Regions from separate parts of the Bos taurus genome. Here region 2 is linked to region 1. The links are chromatin contacts, called in public Hi-C maps. All regions are on one chromosome and are shown on one strand. The core of a region is the stretch at or near the end of the contact, and the rest is flanking DNA. Distances in the headings are between cores, read along the strand shown.

Region 1 (6,432 bases), core at 1,445-3,944:
CATGCAATTTTTCCACAAAGGCCTTATAAAATCTATTTTTTTAAAAATCCGTCTTCAGCATGAGATTATATGAGAGCTTAGGACAAAAGTAGGTTAAAACTGTCCTTTTGCAAGAGGATTTATCGGTACATGAGGAACTTTCAGAGATATAAACATATGCATGCAATTGTGAACTGAATAGTAGAAGTCTAGGCTCAAAACGGAGTGGAATTCTTTTTGGGCAAAAATATGAGCTATTTTTACTTCACTCACTATCAGAGAAATGCAAATCAAATCAACAATGAGGTACCACCTCATGCTGGTCAAAATGGCTGCTATCAAAAAGTCTACAAACAATAAATGCTGGAGAGGGTGTGGAGTAAAGGGAACCCTCTTACACTGTTGGTGGGAATGCAAACTAGTACAGCCACTATGGAGAACTGTGTGGAGATCCTTTAAAAAACTGAAAATAGAACTACCATACAACACAGCAAGCCCACAGCTGGGCATATACACAAAGGAAACCAGAATTGAAAGAGACAATGTACACTGCAGCACTGTTTACAATAGCCAGGACATGGAAGCAACCTAGATGTCCATCAGCAGATGAATGGATAAGAAAGCTGTGGTACATATACACAATGGAGTATTACTCAGCCATTAAAAAGAATACATTTGAATCAGTTCTAACAAGGTGGATGAAACTGGAGCCTATTATACAGAGTGAAGTAAGTCAGAAAGAAAAACACCAATACAGTATATGAATGCATATATATGGAATTTAGAAAGATGGTAATGATGATCCTATATGCGAGACAGCAAAAGAGACATAGATATAAAGAATAGACTTTTGGACTCTGTTGGAGAATGCAAGAGTGGGGTGATTTGAGAGAATAGCATTGAAACAAGTAATTACCATATGTGAAACAGATCACCAATCCAAGTTGAGCAGCATGAAACAGGCCGCTCAAAGCTGACACACTGGAACATCCCAGAGGGATGGGATGGGGAGGGAGGCAGGAGAGGGGTTTGGGGTGGGGGACACATGTACACCTGTGGCTAATTCATGTCGATGTATGGCAAAAACCACCACAGTTTGTAAAGTAATTAGCCTCCAATTAAAATAAATTAATTAATTAAAAACGAGCTATTTTTATTTTTTATTGGAGTATAGTTGTTTTACAGTGTTGTGATGTTTCTGTACAACAAAGTGAATCATCCGTATTTATACATGTATCCCCTCTTTTCTGAGTTTCCTTCCCATTTAGGTCAACACGGAGCACTGAGTAGGGTTCCCTGAGCTCTACAGAAGGTTCTCTTTAGTTACCGATTTTAAGACTACGAGCCATCTGAGTCATCCTGACACCAGGCAAATAGTAGACAGAGATCTAACTTGTCTCATCCCTTCAACTCCACTCTGTAGGCCTGGGTTTGAGTCCACTCATAAAGAAAAATGCTCAAATTATTACACTGTCCTTCAAGTGAGTATGGAAAAGGTGCTTTGATGTTTTTGCTTTTTTTGTTGCTGTTGTTTTCTTCAGAGATTGGAAACTCACAGCAGACCTACAAACACTCAACTCAGTGCTTGAAATCTCAAAATTTAGATATAGCAAGACATTTAATACAAGGTACTGGCCTCGAAAATGGGAAAGCTAGTAGATCATCACATCATTTGTCTGGAACTCAGTGTTGCTGAGAAATGGCAATACTGGCCCAAAACACAGAAATAATTCCTCTCTCCTGTCCTTCATCTCCAAAGCCCTGACCAAGAATAATGAGTAAGAAGTTTTTTAATTAAACAATGATAAAAACACTCTTCAATAGGCCAGGTCAAATAAGATCAAAAGAGAATCTAAGGAAACAAGACATGACGTTTTTGAGAACCTACTGGTGTGACTTTGAAACTATATATCAAATGACTCAGCAATATGGTTGAGAAAACACACAGAAAACCTCTGCCGGAAAACAAAGTGGAATGTCAGTAAAAGGTAATGTCAAAATGGTTGATAAATGTATTTCATTTCCCACTTGCCTTACAGAATGTACGAGGGACGTCGGCACCTTTGAAGGCCCAGTCTCTCCTAGTCAGTATCCCCACGCTCAACAGAGCATGACATTAAATAGAAAATTTTAAACACCATGAAAAGTGGAGAGAAACCACAGAAGAGGAAGAGGTTTATATTTTAGTATTAATACTACAATGGTGCTTTCTCCTATTTTTTGAAAAGGAGATTCTGCATTTTCACTTAGCACTGAGCCCAGCAGATTATGTAGCCAGCCTTACCTAGGACATTCAAAATCTAAAGATCCCTCCCCCCCCCCAGACAGTGATCAGTGTTCACGGGATTTCTGGGAGATGAACTGTTCAGGTACAAAGCTAGAAGGGACCCAACAGGAGGTTCACAGCTCTCCTGGAGACTGAACCTTGAAGCATCCTAATGAAGACAAATTCTGAAAAGTATACTCTGTATGACTCTCCTAAAACAAATTGCGAAGCCCCAGAGAAAATCCTGAGAGTATATTTTGAGATATTCCAAGAGGATGTCTACTATAGACTCTTATATCTATCAAACCAATAAATTATCTTTGCTGCTTAAATGAATTTATGTTGGTCTCCTGTAACTTTGGATTGAAAGAGTCCTGAGCTATGGAGTCTGAGGTTGGTGGTTGCTGAGAAGGGTGATTTCCAATCTCATCCCTCACGTGCTGGAATTCTCATGAGTTCCAAGAATGGAGGCTGTTGGGGAGAGATCCATTACATCAGATCAGGCTGATACCCTAGAGTCCTGTCCCACATTGACTGAAGATCATACTCAAAGAAAATTTTTAGTTAAAGGAAAGTTTAGTCCAAAGTCCACCCAGAATAATAAAAACAGTCAAGACAGGAGACCAGTTTTGACAGGAAGATAATCTCAAACAATTGATTAAGATTGTTGCAAATGAACAGGCAAAAGAAATTTCTAAATAGTCCTTTTAGCAATAACATTTACGGGAAGAGGAGATTTACTCTTACAGAAGGGTTCACCCTGGATTTTATTAATGATTCACAACTTTGGCAATAGCTTCAAGGCAATTTTGGAAGGAAGAGAGAAGAATCAGAGGCACAGTACAAAGAACAAACTTATGACTGCTTTGCCCGCAAGAGACAGAGGGCTTGACAGTTTGGCTTATAGAATTTGCTTTGGGATTTAGACTGTATACTAATGTATCATTGCTGAAAATGATTCCCAAGGCAAAAGTCTTTCTAATTTGGTTCTGGAGGACCTTATTTTACTTGATAGCAAAACTCAGTATTGTAAAGAATCTGTGATGCGTTTTTTATGTCGCGTTCTCCTTTGTTCATGCTGTTTACTGTTCTAAGCGCTTTCACATACTTTATCCCATTTAATGTTATATCTCTGGGAGATGGATTACTGTTCCCATTTTGCGGAAATTGAGACTCAGAGAGGTTAGATACATCTCAGGGAGAACTAGCGAGTCCCAGACTCACCCAGGGGTGTCTGCCTGTCTGTAGTGTCCATTTTGTGTTACACAATTTCTCACAGTCCAAAGAGGCCCTGGATGTTCCCAACTTCTAGAGAAACTTTTTAAATGAGGCAAGGGGAGGCATATACTACCAACCAACACTAACTGTATGTTGTCTTTTTTTTTTTTTAATTCGTATGTCTTTTCTCTCCATTTATAAAGGGAAAAATAGCATTACTATCCTGATTTCATTCTCTTGACTTTGTTTTCCCAAAAGACAGCATCCTTGTGAGTTCAAAACAAAAATTTATCTGATCATTACTCAGAGCAAGAGGAAAGGGGTGAGGTTTAAAAATACTTTAGTTTAAGATCTCTGTTTTGAAAGAATGGTTTCGATAAAATTCCACAAACATGTGGATACAGTAGGGGAGGGGGAGGGTGGGACAAACTGGGCGGTTAGGATTGATGTATATACACTAACATGTGCAAAATAGGTAGCTAGAGGGAGCTGCTATAGAGTGCAAGGCGCTCCTCTCGGTGCTCTGTAAAGACCTAGACGGGTGGGGTGGGAGGGAGGCTCAAGAGGGAGGGGATGGGTGTATACATATAGCCGATTCACTTTGTTGTACAGCAGAAACTAACACAACATTGTGAAGCAGTTATATGCCAGTAAAAAGAAAACAAACAAAGCTTTTAAAAACTCCAAGTTACACATACTGAGTATAAAATTTTGTCGTGTGTGTGTGTACGTAAGTGCACACGTGTGTACATATCATATACCTACCGAATCAGGCTAAGGGAGACTCTGAACATTTTAGAAATGCCTGGAAACTAGGTGAACTGTGTGGCTGTCCCTGGACCTTGGATGAACTGAGACTCCATAGCACAGTCTGCTCTGGACTATGCAAGCTTTACGCCATTGTGCACACTGAAATTTTCCAGGTTTCTTCCAATTTATGGACTATTTCAAGTAAGCAAGAGAAAACATGAGTAATATTTTCATCTTTATTCAAGTTAAAAACTTTGATCAAAAATGCCACAGAGACGTGAATGAACAAGGTTGCTGTGTCTTCGCAGTCACACTTGCACCCTTTGCCACCTCTCTGTTAGTCGCTCGTCGTGTCCAACTCTTTGTGATCCCATAGACTGCAGCTGCCAGGATCCTCTATCCATGGGATTCTCCAGGCAAGAATACTGGAGTGGATTGCCATTCCCTTCTTCGGGGGATCTTCACGACCCCAGGGACCGAACCTGGGTCTCCCACATTGCAGGCAGACATTTTATTGTCTGAGACCCCAGGGAAGCCCTTGCCACCTCTCTAGCATGAAAACAAAACAAAACGGCTTGAACACCAGAGGGCAACATTGTTCCTCAAATATATACCCAAACCACAAGCTAGGGATGTATAAAATCCCTCAGTAATTTTGTCTTCCCTTTAAGAAGACTTCCTTTCAGTATACACAATTAGATGACTTTGGAGGTATACATATACCTGTGAAACCATCTCTTCCAAAAGTTTTCTCCTGCACTCCTCCTCCCAGCCCCCACCCCTTCTCTGTGTCTAGAACACTTAACATGAGATCTACCCTCTCAACAAGTTTCCAAGCGGACAACACAGTCCTGTTATCCATACAATTCACATGGTACAGCAGATCTCTAGAACTTGTTCATCTTGTGTAACCAAAGCTTTATACCTGTTGAACAAAATTCCCCATTCTCCTTGCAAGCTTCTCCCCCACCACCATTTTATCCTGTCTCTATGAGCTGATCGTTTTCAATATCTAAGTGGAATCAGGCAGCATTTGTCCTTCTGTGATGGGTTTATTTCACTAACATAATGTCCTCCAGGTACATCTATGTTGTCTTAAATGGCAGGATTTCCATTTTTTAAGCCTGAGTAATATTTATCTGTGTGTATCTATCACCTTTCCTTTATCCATTCATCCATCAATGGACACTTAGGCTGTTCCCACATCTTAGTTACAGGGAATAAACTTGCAGTGAACCTGGGAGTCCAGATATCTCTTTGAGATTCTGATTTTAATTCTTTTGGGTATATACCTGATATAGGATCACTGGATCATAGGCTTCCACATATATTTTCTGGAGAAAATTCCATACTGTTTTCTCAGTTCAGTTCAGTCGCTCAGTCATGTCCAACTCTTTGCAATCCCATGGATTGCAGCACGCCAGGCTTCCCTGTCCATCATCAGCTCCTGGAGCTTGTTCAAACTCATGTCTATTGAGCCAGTGATGTCATGCAACCATCTCATCCTCTGCCGTTCCCTTCTCCTCCTGCCCTCAATTTTTCCCAGAATCAGGGTCTTTTCCAATGAGTCAGTTGTTCACATCAGGTGGCCAAAGTATTGGAGCTTCAGCTTCAGCATCAGTCTTTCCAATGAATATTTGGAAGGACTGATTTCCTTTAGGGCTGACTGATTGGATCTCTTTGCAGTCCATGGGACTCTAAAAAATCTTCTCCAACACCACAGTTCCAAAGACTTACCTTTGTCGGCAAAGTAATGTCTCTGCTTTTTAACATGCTAAGTTGGTCACAGCTTTTTTTCCAAGGAGCAAGCATCTTTTATTTCATGGTTGTAGTCACCATCTGCAGTGATTTTGGAGCCCCCCAAAATAAAGTCAGTCACTATTTCCATTGTTTCCCCATTTATTTGCCATGAAGTGATGGGACCGGATGCCACAACCCTAGTTTTTTAAATATTGAGTTTTAAGCCAGCTTTTTCACTCTCCTCTTTCACTTTCATCAAGAGGCTTTTTAGTTCCTCTTCACTTGCTGCAATAAGGGTGGTATCATCTTCGTATCTGAGGTCATTGTTATTTCTCTTGGCAATCTTGATTCCAGCTTGTGTTTCATCCAGCCTGGCATTTTGCATGATGTATTTGGCATACAAATTAAATAAGCAGGGTTGCAATATACAGCCTTGATGTACTCCTTTCCCAATTTTGAACCAATCTGTTGTTCCATAT
Region 2 (6,628 bases), core at 662-3,161, 290 kb after region 1:
CCTCGTCCAGCACCTGGGACCGGGACTGGATGTGGTCAGCCGGCTTCCCGCACCCTGTGGCCGCTGCTGTCCCCAAACTCCCCATCATGACACCGCGCTCTGGAGTCACGGGGACTCCGTGAGGCTGGCAACACCTCTGCCGTGTTCGCCGTTGGGTCGAGTTAGCCAAAAAGTTCGGTCAGGTTTTTCCATAATGTTGGATGGAAAACCCTGAACAAACTTATTAATCCAATATATGCCTGTAGCGCCTGGCATGGGACAGGTGCCCAGTAATTATTTTTTGACCGAATACACGTATAAAGCGCACTGTCATAATAACAAACTGATAGCTGCGGAAACCAGTAGGTCCCTGTAGAATCAAAACTGTAGAAGTAATTAGAACTCGGCTACCTGGGAGGCAGGGAGGAGGTGGTGACGTAACGCCCCCCAGATAAAGGGCTGATGGGGCGTCATCCTCGTCTCTCTGTCCTTTGCCACGTGCCTGCATGCTCAGTCACTCAGTTGTGTCCAACTCTGTGCAACCCCGTGGACTGTAGCCCACCAGGCTCCTCTGTCCATGGGATTCTCCAGGCAAGGATACTGGAGTGGGTTGCCATTTCCTTCTCCAGGGGAGCTTGCCAGCTCAGGGGTCGAACCTGCGTCTCTTATGGCTCCTGCCTTGCAGGCAGATTCTTTACCTGCTGAGCCACTGGGGAAGCCGACCCTTTGCCACAGAGTCCATCTAATCCACCTTCCACGTGGCAGCCTTTCAAATAGCCAAAGCCCATTTCGATCCCTTTTAACAGCCTGACTTCCAGATCCTGAGGTGTTTTGGTTCTGCTCTTTGAATTGTGCCTGTTGGTTCTCCTCTGAGAACATGGAGCACAAACTCGAAATCAGGTCTGACCTGAGCTAATGGAGTAAATTGGTCTGGTTTTGACTTTATAATTCTCATCAATGCAGCCTAAGGCTACGTGGGCTTTTTCATTTAGCCGCGTAGCACTGTTAGAAGGGAAAACACAAGAGCTGGTAAGACCCAGTTGTCCATATTCCCATGGTGGTCAGGGGCTGGCCCCTTCTCAAATCCATCTTCAGGGGATTTGCCCACCTTGAGCTCCTAGAATCTCTGCAATCACTTTTTCTGCCACGTCTACGAGCGTTTTCAGTACAGATGCTGTTAGCAATCTGGGACTTGCACAGACAAAATTCTTCGCTGCCTCTCATTACTTTTAGTCTTCAAATCTCTTTTAACCATGTTTGCTCACCTGTTTTAAGGTGACCCTCCTTCATGGAAACGGCAAACTCAGAGCAAGGGGGCTTGGAGTGTATCCTTGGACCCTAGTGGTTCTTTCCCATTCTTTTTCGTACCTTGAACATATTTGTTTAAAGCTCTTTTCTGGATCTCAGCACTTGCACCCATCTGGGCTTCACCCTCCTGACTTTATTCGTCCATGAGATTGCATGCCCTTGGAGGTGGTAGTTCGTAGACTTCATCTGGGCTCACCTCCCAGGAACTGGGGAAGAGAGAGCCTGCGAGCTGGCAGACGAAGGCAGGGAGATGGCAGATACCTCCTCCTCGCCTGGCACGTTCCCTCCCCACCAAAAGCAGCCTGGGGACCACCCATTCTCCTTTCTAGTTGTGGCGGGTGGGCAGGAATTTCTCTTTCGAGAGCATTCCAGCTCCTTTCAGAAAATTTGGTTTTATTTGATCTTCCTTGCCTGTTTCTCACAAATTTTGAAATCTCTTTATTTCATTTTTTTCAATTTCCCTGGTTATTGTGAACTTAACAGGACGTGATCACTCCCACATGAGTGGCCGTCCCCTCCCTGATGGCCACGATCCCCGGCCTCCCAAGCTCAGCCTTGTCGGGGAGGGGTTAGCTGGAAGGTTGCTGGAGAGGGAGGAGGTGAGCATGTGCTCTGTAGAAATCGAGCTTGGAATTGCAACACCATTAGGTACCTGTCTCATCTTGCCAAGGCCAGCATGGAAATCACATGTCGTCCAGAGGATGGTGGCCACCGTAGAATTTAAAGGGCTGAGGTTTGACCTTTAAAACATTTGTGTCCTAAAGCTTCAGAACTTCAGGGCCCCAGAGGGACCCTCCCTGAGGGAAAGAAAGCAAAAAAGCTTTCCATCAGAGAAGGAAGCAGTCAAAAAAATCCACTGCATCAGCATCTTCCTCTGGGACACACTGAGCTAGTCCCTTGTGGGGAGGTTCAGCTAATCTTGAAATGCTGCTTCTGCTGTTCACACAGGTGAGTCCTCAGGAAGCACAAATCCCACAGATGCAGACGGCTCCACTCTGCCGTGTCCCCTCTGCCCCACCTCCCACGTGGCTACTGCCTTTGAAAGGCAGCGAGCTCACTGACGGTGGTAGTATTTATAGTGCCTCTAATCCCGCCAGGCCAGCTCCGGCCACCTGCTCCCTGCGAGGCCTGCACAGCTGAGCTAAGGTCGGCTGCCAGTGGAAAACACCAGAAAATGCCCGGCCTACCGGTCACAGGCCTGGAGGCTCATCCAGCCCTGCCTGTCACAGCCTCAGTTTCCCCCAGCTAGGGGACTTTTTCATCACGTAAGGATCAGTTTTTCTACTCAGTGCTCCATGGTGACCTAAATGGGAAGGAAAATCCAAAAAGGGGATTATAGAGCTGATTCACTTTGCTGTACAGCAGAAACTAACACAACAGTATAAAGCAGCTCTACTCCAGTGTAAAAGAGTTTTTAAAAAAGGAGCAGTTTTGCATCTTGCAGTTCGAGATGAGCCCCACTATTTCCCTGTCCATATTGTATTGAAACTGAAGCTCCAATACTTCGGCCACATGATGCAAAGAGCCGACTCACTGGAAAAGACCCTGATGCTGGGAAAGATTGAAGGCAGGAGGGGAAGGGGACAACAGAGGACGAGACGGTTGGATGGCATCACCAACTCAATGGACATGAGTTTGAGCAGGTTCCAGGAGATGGTGAAGGACAGGGAAGCCTGGCGTGCAGAAGTCCATGGGGTCGCAAAGAGTCAGACACGACCAAGCGACTGAACAACAACAAGTACAATGGACAGTCCCACGTGCTCTGGTCTGCACGTTGCTTCTCTGCTGCTGCTTCACAGGACAGGATGTGTCTGCACCCACACGTGTCAGCATCCAACAAGCACAGCAAGAATCCCCTTCTCTTAGCTGCATCCCTCTAGTCAGAGCTGCATTTCAGCCAAGCATTCAGCCCTGAGTCCTTCTCATAGGTGCTGGAAAGGTGCGAAATCTGAGCCAAGGAAGGGCAAAAGCCACCATCCCATAGGACGACCTCCTGTGCTCAGAGTTAAAAGATCAGTTCAGGACTTCCTTGGTGGTTCAGTGGCTAAGACTTCGCCTTCCAATGCAGGGGATACCAGTTAGATCCCTGGTCAGGAAGCGAAGATTCCACATGTTTCAGGGCCAAAAAGCAAAACCTGAAGAGAAGCAATATTATAGCAAATTCAATGAAGGCTTCAAAAATGAGCCACATCAAAAAATCTTCAAACACCAAAAAAAAGGTCAGTTCTTGAGTGTGACCCAGGCTCACTCCTGTGGCTGCACTGGACCCACGAGCTGTCCCTCGGCCGCCGGGGTGGTGAACACTATGAGCCTTATTCCAGTCGTGGTACCATGCTGGTCCTGTCTGTCGCCAACAAGGACGGCCTGTTTGCGGCTTTGTTTCTGCTGGCCGCCCCACCCCCGCACCCCGAGACTGCTTTCTCATTGTTCAGATTATCCAGGAGAAGAGAAGGGCTTTTTGTGGATGGGGACGGGGTGGGGTAGGGACGAAAAGCACCCAAGGTGCTGAAGCTAAGACTTTCTCATTTGGTGCTCCTCTCAGTCTGTGGGTACTGGGTGCCACTGGCCAGGTGAGCGCCTTCAGACACCCCAGAAACATGGGGGAGCAAGCCTTCTGAGTCCCCACGGCCAGGGTCGAACTCCTGGCCCCACTCCACAATGCCACGATCCTGGGGTTGGGATAAGGGTTAAATGACATCATTGGAAAAGAGCCTGATGTTGGGAAAGATTGAAGGTGAAAGAGAAGGGGCAGCAGAGGATGAGATGGTGGGATAGCATCACCAACTCAACGGACCTGAATTTGAGCAAATCTAGGAGAAGGAAATGGCAACCCACTCCAGTATTCTTGCCTGGAGAATCCCAGGGACAGAGGAGCCTGGTGGGCTGCCATCTGTGGGGTCGCACAGAGTCGGACACAACTGATGTGACTTAGCAGCAGGAGATGGTGGAGGACAGAAGAGCCTGGCATGCTGCAGTTCATGGGGTCACAAAGAGTCGGACACGACTTACTGACTGAACAACAGTAAAGGAAACCTCTTGGCTTACAGTAAGTTACTGATAAGAGTTAGTGTTTTTCCCCTGAACTCCACCTCTGCCTGCCTTCACGCTTCTCTCCAAATCTTCAGAAGTCCAGCATTCACTTTTTAAGTCATCATTAGTTGTAGACTTGAGGGATCGGTTGTTTTGTTCAGGGGAGATAAAAACAGTTGAGACTGTTCCCCAAATCCCTACCTTGTAATAGCATGACAGTACAAACCCACACGTGCATTCTTTTTTTTACATTTATTTTATTGAGGGATAGTTGATTTACAATGTTGTGCTAATTTTTGATGTATAGCAGAACAATTCAGTCATTTTATATATATATATATATGTATATATATACACAGACATTTTCACATTCTTTTCCATTGTGGTTTATTACAGGATATTAAATGTAGTTCCTTGTGCTATACAGTAGTAGCACCCTGTAGTTTATTCATTTTATATATAATAGTTCACATCTGCTAATCCCACACCCCCAATCCATCCCTTCTCCACCCCTTCTCCGCCCCTCGGGTCGGTTCTCTGCATCTGTGAACCTGTTTGTTTCCTAGATAAGTTCATGTGTGTCGTATTTTAGATTCCACATATAAGTGATATCATATGGTATTTGTCTTTCTCCTTCTGACATCTTTCACTTAGTATCTGGAGAAGGAAATGGCAACGCACTTCAGTATGCTTGCCTGGAGAATTCCATGGACAGAGGAGTCTGGCGGGCTACAGTCCATGGGGTCGCAAAGAGTCGGACACGACTGAGCGGCTGCACTTTCTTTCTTTTCACTTAGCATGATACCTTCTAGGTCCATCCATGTTGCTGCAAATGGCATTCTTTTTATGGCTGAGTAGTATTCTATTATATGTATTTGGGCTTCCCTCATAGCTCAGTTGGTAAAGAATCCTCCTGCAATGCAGGAGACCCCTGTTCAATTCCTGGGTCGGGAAGATCCCCTGGAGAAGGGATAGGCTACCCACTTCAGTATTCTTTCACTTCCTTTGGGGCTCAGCTGGTAAAGAATACTCCTGCAGTGTGGGAGACCTGTGTTTTATCCCTGGGTTGGGAAGATCCCCTGGAGAAGGGAAAGGCTACCCACTCCAGTATTCTGGCCTGGAGAATTCCATACAGTCCATGGGGTCGCAAAGAGTCAGACACAACTGAGCGACTTAAAAAAAAAACACACAAATCCTCTCTCCATTCACCTACTGAAGGACATTCAGGTTGTCTCCATGTCTTGGCTGTTATAAATAGTGCTGCCATGAACGTAGGGATGCGTGTATCTTTTCAAATTATAGTTTTGTCCAGATATATGCTCAGGAGTGGAACTGCAGGATCATATGGCAACTCTAGTGTTTTGAGGAGCCGCCATACTATTCTCCATAGTCGTTGTCATAATTTACATTCCCACGAACAGTTCACAGTGCATTCTTAAAACAATTAGCAGATGAACAAGCATATTGTGTTGTTACAAAGAGGTTCCAATTTTTTTGATTTTTAAAAATTGTGGTAAAAAACCCCTCACATATAGCTTAGTCCCTGCTTAAGTGCACAGTTCAGTACCGCACCTGTCACTGCCGTCTGTCCCCAGAACTCTGCATCTTGGGAAAGTGAAACTCTCTACCCATTAAACAATAACTCTCCATCCCCCCATCCCCCCCAGCCCCTAGCAAGCTCTGATTTGACTATTAACAGTCAAAAAAGTAAAGGCTCAACATAAACTAAGGTTGGAACTCTCTAAACATTCTTCAAATCGTGTAAGGAAAGAACATTCTGCAGAGATGGGATGGGCGCAAGCGAACAACTGGAGCTCCATCCGCGGGCTTAGTGCATGGCGCCCCCTGCTGTTGGAAGCATATTGTTTATCTCAAAAACTCAACCAATCAATTCTTCCCTGGTGGCTCAGATGGTAAAGAATCTGCCTGCAATACAGGAAACCTGGGTTCAGTCCCTGGGCCAGGAAGATCCCCTGGAGAAGGAAATGGCCACCCGCTCCAGTATTCTTGCCTGGAGAATTCCATGGACAGAGGAGCCTGGCGGGCTACACACAGGACATGGGGTCACAGAGTCAGACACGACTGAGCGACTAGCACTTACCGAGTGTTTAATGTTAGTTAGAGTTACCAAGAATTTTAATCATCTTATATCTGAAAGCTGCACCAACTGCTCTTATGTGTATATGGCAGTTTCACTAAGTCTAAATGATAACAGAGGTGATTTCGTTTTCATATTCTCAAATGCATTTTTAAAATCGCATCTGAAAATGTTAATATTTTATCAGAAATGTGCTGTAACCGTTGCATCAAC

The links. Hi-C and Micro-C count contacts between places; a contact is called where the count stands out from the background.
Region 2: a contact with region 1 is called in a Hi-C map of liver, with 2.9 times the contacts expected there. The contact joins two enhancer-like sites. A contact is called at or near these places in 2 of 11 Hi-C or Micro-C datasets (blastocyst and liver).

What each region holds. Positions count from the first base shown.
Region 1 is chr20:58,163,052-58,169,483 of ARS-UCD2.0, forward strand. No RefSeq gene overlaps it. Among named protein-coding and RNA genes, the nearest start is that of ANKH, 140 kb to the right of the region's middle. Within about 2 kb of position 2,695, at least 4 of the 102 cell types and tissues checked have an H3K27ac peak or open chromatin away from gene starts, as enhancers often do. A contact at or near this core is called in liver, where this site is marked.
Region 2 is chr20:58,456,765-58,463,392 of ARS-UCD2.0, forward strand. All of the region lies in intron 8 of ANKH (ANKH inorganic pyrophosphate transport regulator), which reads left to right. Among named protein-coding and RNA genes, the nearest start is that of OTULIN, 67 kb to the right of the region's middle. Within about 2 kb of position 1,912, at least 7 of the 102 cell types and tissues checked have an H3K27ac peak or open chromatin away from gene starts, as enhancers often do. A contact at or near this core is called in liver, where this site is marked.